Linked DNA regions of Mus musculus: region 2 is linked to region 1. A link is a contact called in public HiChIP or PLAC-seq data. All regions are on one chromosome and are shown on one strand. Each heading gives the region's core, a stretch centred on a gene start, on an enhancer-like site or on the middle of the called end of the contact. The rest is flanking DNA. Distances are from core to core; before and after follow the strand shown. Region 1 has its middle 17 kb from the start of Gm40689. Region 2 overlaps Gm34328 (a long non-coding RNA gene).

Evidence for each region. HiChIP or PLAC-seq counts read pairs in DNA pulled down with a chosen protein or histone mark.
Region 2: a contact with region 1 is called in an H3K27ac HiChIP or PLAC-seq map of heart atrium, with 6 times the contacts expected there. The contact joins two enhancer-like sites. A contact is called at or near these places in 4 of 484 Hi-C or Micro-C datasets (cumulus cells, embryonic fibroblasts, lens fibers and 1 more) and 1 of 115 datasets of contacts at active chromatin or transcription factors (heart atrium).

The regions. Positions count from the first base shown.
Region 1 is chr10:70,812,691-70,815,876 of GRCm38.p6, forward strand. No RefSeq gene overlaps it. Among named protein-coding and RNA genes, the nearest start is that of Gm40689, 17 kb to the right of the region's middle. Within about 2 kb of position 1,826, at least 24 of the 459 cell types and tissues checked have an H3K27ac peak or open chromatin away from gene starts, as enhancers often do. A contact at or near this core is called in heart atrium, where this site is marked.
Region 2 is chr10:71,191,537-71,194,790 of GRCm38.p6, forward strand. It overlaps Gm34328 (a long non-coding RNA gene), which reads left to right. Exons shown (of 3, transcript XR_380563.3): 2 at 1,709-1,779. Among named protein-coding and RNA genes, the nearest start is that of 1700113B09Rik, 8.6 kb to the right of the region's middle. Within about 2 kb of position 1,440, at least 33 of the 459 cell types and tissues checked have an H3K27ac peak or open chromatin away from gene starts, as enhancers often do. A contact at or near this core is called in heart atrium, where this site is marked.

The DNA of each region.
Region 1 (3,186 bases), core at 576-3,075:
TGCTAGTGGGCTGGACTGAGAACAGCAAAGACTGGAATCGCACCAAAGTACTATTTCTAAAGAGATCCACTTCCCCCATATCCTAATAACCTTTTTTTCCCCCACTACCTCTGGTGGGCTAGAGGGGAGGTTGAACCTTTATTAAAGTAAGTTGAGAAAAATAACACCTACAGTTACTTCTGGCCAGAGAATATATGCACAGCTGAGGGAATGCTGCAGGAACTGTAGAGGATGCTCATTGCTAGCTGGCTCCCTCTGTACCTTACATTCAGACCATTTCCCTGGGTAATGACGTCACCACCATCCATACTCAACTGGAACCTCCTTCATCCATGGCGACAAACAAGACAACTCTTCACAGAAATGCCCACAGATCCACCTTATAAAGACAATGACTCAATCAAGACCCTTATTTTTTCCTTTTCAGGCTGTGCTGAGTTGGCAGGCCATGGTGACTAGAGCAGACATAGGAATCAGAATCCTTCTTCCCCAAATGATAGAACTAGACTGCTCCTTCCAGAGAATAAGCCACAAAGCCTCAACTGCTCCTTCCTTTCTTCTTCCTCAGGCAAGAACGAGGGGATACTGTATGCGCAGGACTTGGTAGGCTCGCCCTTTGTCTCCACCACTACGTCTAGTCCTCTGTCCCATCATTTCTAGAGTTCTTCTTCTTCATGGAAGCTAAGCAAAGAAATAATTTTCACAGGGTACTTAGGTTTTCATGTCTAAAACACACAAAAGCTTTAAGATAATTTATTTTGTTTTTGTCTTATTAATTTCTTTCCTTGCAGGAGTTGGTTGTGGTTTTCTTGGTACATAAGAGAAGGTATCTCCTTTTAGGTCCACTAAGACTCATAGCTTTCCTAGTCGAAACTGGCCTGGGCCTAGACTGACTCTCTCTCTCTCTCTCTCTCTCTCTCTCTCTCTTCCTCCCTCCCCTCCCCTTTCTTTCTTCCTTCCTTTCTTTCTTTCTTTCTTTCTTTCTTTCTTTCTTTCTTTCTTTCTTTCTTTCTTTCTCCATCGTATTCTAGGTACTGGGCTCAATCCTCAGGCTACTGAGATGAAAAAAATATGTATCTGAAGACAGTGCCAGGACTCTGGGAAGTCATCCTGAAGTACAAGAAGAAGGTCTGAAGGAGTAGCTCTCGTGTGGCAAAAAAGCTCCTAAAATTCCCATGTAGCCTGGCTGCTGGCTGCCAGGGTGGCAGGTTAAGTTAACTGAATGCATGAAGATGAATGAGGACTTTCTTAGCAAATCTGAAATTAACTGGGAGAGAAAATGAGTACAACTGATCCAATAGTAAAAATGAGAGATGGGATTGGCTCAGCAGTTAAGAGCACTGGCTGCTCTTCCAGAGGTCCTGAGTTCAATTTCCAGCAACCACATGGTGGCTCACAAACATCTGTAATGGGGTCTGATGCTCTCTTATGGCATGCAGGTATACATGCAAATAGAACACTCATATACATTAAATAAATAAGTAAATAAATGAATATGAGAGAGAGAGAGAGAGAGAGAGAGAGAGAGAGAGAGAGATCAACAAATAGCTGTTGAATCCATCAATGGATGGCTGAGTGAGCAAAGAAACGCAAGGTCTGCCTCAGTGGATACTTTTTCTCTCAAAGCATTTTTAGAGGTAATGGATTGCTTCTGGGTGGAATCCCCACCCAGGTTAACAGAAACAAACAATCTTAGCTTTGAAGTTCAAGGACCCATTGTTTAAAGGTAACATTTTTTTTTAATTGTTTTTCTATAGCTACCTTGAAACGCTCATTAACCACTGGGGACTACAGTGTCACCACGTAGTATCCGTTTCAGACTCTAATGCGTGTCTGCCATCTACTGGCTGTATAGATAGAGCTGCAAAATCTTCATCTCCTTTTATCTGTATGTCCATTTTCTCTGGAATTTTCTAAGTTGTTGAAGCCAGGAGGGGCTTAGATTCCAACAGGCCCAACCGTTTCATTTTCCAGCCATTTCCCGTGGAGTGCAAATGATTGTAAAAGTTTGTGTTATTAACTGGTGTAGCGGGCTCTGTTTTGGGTCTCAGTAACTCTGGACGCCAACAGATGCACATCTGGAGAATTGTGTTGATGTCAATAGTTCCTAGGGGAACGGTGAGACTGAGCCTTGTTCCCAGTTACATGCCAGGAATCTCTTACTCCTCCATAAAGCTCCTTGTATCTCAGAAAGCAAATCTGTTATTTTGTCCAAGGATTTCCTGGATCAGAAAACAGCTGTAAAAAGATCCCAAGAGGAGACGAGACTTGGAATTCGCACCAAAAATTTCGGCAAAGTTGTGTGTGCTGTGTGCCATGTGCCATGAGCGCTCAAAGCATCAGCTCAAAACATAACAGCCGCTCCTATTCCAAAATGCTATGCTCGCACATGGAAAAACTGACAAACTGAATTTGAAAGAGGCAGGAGCCAGAACACTCACCGGAATAGCCAGGCCTAGGGAAAGCATTCCAGGAAGATCTCAGAAGCAAGCCTGGCAGAATTGACTCTGGGAACGTCAAGTTTTGCAACAGGCACATGTTTTAATTTTTTAAGCTACCTCTTGAGACTGGCCTTAGCCATAGTCATCCTTTTATTATGTGGGTTGCCTGGAAAATGCCATTTAACGTTCCTGAGAACACTGCAGAGTCAAATCAAACCAAACATCTCAATACCAGCTGACAAGAATCTTGGCCTGTGACTCTCAAAAGCAAAAATGCTTCAAAAATAAAGAAAGGGAGATGGAGCTGCCCATGGAACCTTCCAGAAACAATTCTCTGAACCAAGGGCTCTGAACCTATTGAAGAACTAATAAGGACAAACAAGACAGTCATTTGGATCTGGGACTTGGGAAAGAAGCAAGGCTTATCGCTGAGGCAATTGTTGTCCTGAGAGACCTGGTGCAGATAAATGCTATAGGGTCCTAAAAGGTTATAACAAGGGAAAGTTCTTCTCTGTGTGTGTTGGGTGGGTGGGTGAGATCAGATTCAAGAGATTTGAATATTCATGTGTGCTCTGCATCCCCACCCTCCATCCCCAGAGAGGTCACTGTTGAGCCTGAATCCCTGTGGGCTCTTTATCTTAGCCCAATGCCTGTGGTCATGAACAATGCTGTTTCTAGATATCAGAACTCTAGAAGACTGATTACTAGAGAGACTGAGACAGAGACAAAGACAGAGAGACAGGGA
Region 2 (3,254 bases), core at 190-2,689, 380 kb after region 1:
TATTTAAGAGCAATGCGGGGTGAGAGGGATAGTCAGTTCTGTTCGGTCTGTTGAGTACAGCGCAGTGGAGTTGAGTTCATCCCGGAGTCCATGCAGTTCACTTCAGGTCAACAGAGGCTGTTGAAACCAGAGAGTAAGAAGGAGTCAGAAGATTAGAACACACTGATAGAGTTAGCATGAGGCCAAGCAGCAGAGCAGTTCAGTCAGAAATGGAGAGAAGCCAGTTTGAATCAGTCAGTTTTGAGAGAAGCTTGAGCCAGAACATCTGAGTTGAACCAGCCAACTAGCGTTCAGAAAGAACTAGGAAGGGTGAGCTTATTCAGAAGTGAACCTTTGAGACAATAATTATAGCAGATGAATAAAATTATTTTACATACATGATAGCTTTTTATTGTTATTAGATGCAAGTATATACATGTAATAAACTATATATACGTACATATATATAGTTTATACACACATACACACCCTGCTCAGTTTGTACACTGTTACTTGTAGACATGTTTTCAAGGCTTTGGATCACATTTCCAGGGGTCTCAGCCATAACCGATTAGCCCTCCCATTTATTCCTACAGTGACATAGTACATCGTGGTGTTGTATGTAGCATGTGGCTAAGGCTGAGCCTCCTCCAAGGGTACATCCCTCAGTGACTCAAGGTCTACTCCTAGAATGACCTCTTATAGGCTCCAGCTACCCTTGATAGAGCTGAACTGAGGGCCAAGCTTTTATTACACAGGTCTTTGGGAACCACTTAGGATCTGAGTTCAGTCCCAGCACCCACATCAGCTAGCTCCTACATGCCTGCAACCCCAGATGCAAGAGACCCCATATGTAAACCACACACATATGGCAATACACACACACACATACAGAGAGAGAGAGAGAGAGAGAGAGAGAGAGAGAGAGAGAGAGAGAGAGAGAATAAAATAAACCTTAAAAAAACAAGAGTGCAGTTGATGCCATAAATGGTAAAGAACCAATTAAAATTCAGTGACATGGTCTCAGTAGCACTCAAGGAAGGCAAAGGTGAAGATATTTGCCAGTCCATAGATGGTCTCCATCATTTCTGCTAGAAGATGGACAAATGAAACTGGTGGTGGGGGGGTGTGCACGTGTGCATGCATGTGTGCGTGCATGTGTAGCCACGAGATCTGGGCAACCAGAAGTTGCTATTAGGAATCTCCTTTTTCAGCCCTATATCCAGAGACAATTTCCCACAAGTCAGCCTGCCTGTGTTCTGCAGGAGACATGTGGATCTTTCTCTCCTCTCTCTGCTAGTGTTTGGGAGTTGCAGAATCGCTCTAAAAATAAATGACCGTTTTAAGGGGTGAACAGGAGTTATCTAGGAATGAAGGGGTCAGACCCAGGCTCAGCAAGACAAGGTTGCTTTCACAGCAGAGTCGAGGGCTGAGCAGGGCGTCCTCAGTGGTGTTTTTCATCTCTGGCTGACTTACGCAAGAAGTGCTGGGTTTCAACTTCTCCTGACACTCGCAGCAAAGGGGATGTTGGAAGTGCCGCCCGTTACAAAATCAGAGACAAGATGGAGTTTACAGAGCCTGGGATCCGGACTGGGACATGGCCCAGGAGTCTCTGTTTCTTGTGGATGACACAGTCAGCTCGATGGGTTGTGTTTGTCTGGTTGTGATATGTAAATAATCTCAGTTGTGTATTTACACTTGAAATTTTCACTGATTCCTGTTATTTCAGACCACATAACGCCCACGAGGCTACGGTTTCCTGGAATCCCTCGCTGGAATCCACGAGGAGTCACTGGGTCGGTATGCTATCTTTTGTTGATAATTGAGAACCTTTTGGATACAACACAAGAAGTCGACACCCGCCCCCCCCCCCGACTCCCCCACCACCACAACCCCTGCTGAACTTGGCTTTGTGTTTGAAGAGTTGCAGCAACATTCTGTCTGTATCCAAGCTGGAACTTCTTGGGACTCTGTGACTATGGCTCAGGTCTAGTTCCAAGGGCCTCCATAATATAATTCAAAAACAGAAACAAGATCCTGGCCTGATAAATTATTCATAGATCTGCTTTGGACCTCATATTGCACAAGAGTTATTCAAAAGGCCTTTCTTTCTTATTTAACTACAGTCAAGCTGCTGGGCAAAGATAAAGATTTCCGTGGGAAAGCAAATTAAACGGCCCCGTGCCGTTTATCACATATGCCAATTTTAACTGAGGACCCACCGGGATATTAAATATTTTCCACATCTGATTACAGAAGCGAGAGAGGAAACACAGATGGAGGAGGTGACTGTACTTTGGATGAATTTGTGAGACCAAGGATACAGTTGATATAGATCATATTTTCTTTTCCTAAATGCTTGTGAGTGAGATAGTCTCTAGGAAAAATCTCTCTGGTCTGAGATCAGCCCAGGAAGATGAGAAGGCAGACGTGCCTGGCAGCATTTAAAAACTAAAATACAAGGAGCAAAGTTGATAAATAGGGAATTTTTTTTACAGTTCTAAGATTGGATAAGTTTATTAGGCAAATTTATGTGAAGAAAATATGAAATAGCCCCATGATCAATGCCTAGTGAGGTCAGTGGAGATCACGATGTGCACATTTTGGGTAGCGGTCAGTGGAGGTCACGGTGTGCAGCTTGCACTCTACTGCTAGCATGCTGTGCATTACTGGGTAAACTGCTTGCCCTTTCTGAGCCTTCATTTCTTTCTCTGCAAAATAAAGAGGCCTAGGCAAATCATCTTAATTCCCCTGTTTACCTTAAAAGGTAATTTTCTACTGTTCGCACACTTCCAGATGTCTATGTAATAAATGTTTTGGGGGAAATGAATGGACCTTTCATGGGGTTTGATATGAAAAGCTCTCTGGAAATTGATAACTTGACTTTTGTTTTATTCTTTTTTGTCCCCCTATCCATTCAACAAAAATTGATGTTTAAAGTCCAATGCCTATTATGAACTAGAGACTGCAACGTCCCATAAAAGCTCCCCATATAAGAACTCCATTGACGCTTTGGTGACTTTATAGTCTGATGCCAAACAGAGGCACATACATATATAGATTTATTTAAAAAGTATTAAAAGTAAATGAAAGAAGTATGTGTGGCAAGCTTCGGCAGGAAAGAGAAAGCGCAACCCTGGCCTGAAGGAGGAGATGCTGATGGGCTAACCGAGGAGCTGAGATTGCTTGGTCTACGTAGGAAGCGAGAGGGATACCACATAAAGCATGGAAGTAGAAGTTAGCACAAGATGTAGCACGAGGTGAAGGCGCCTCTG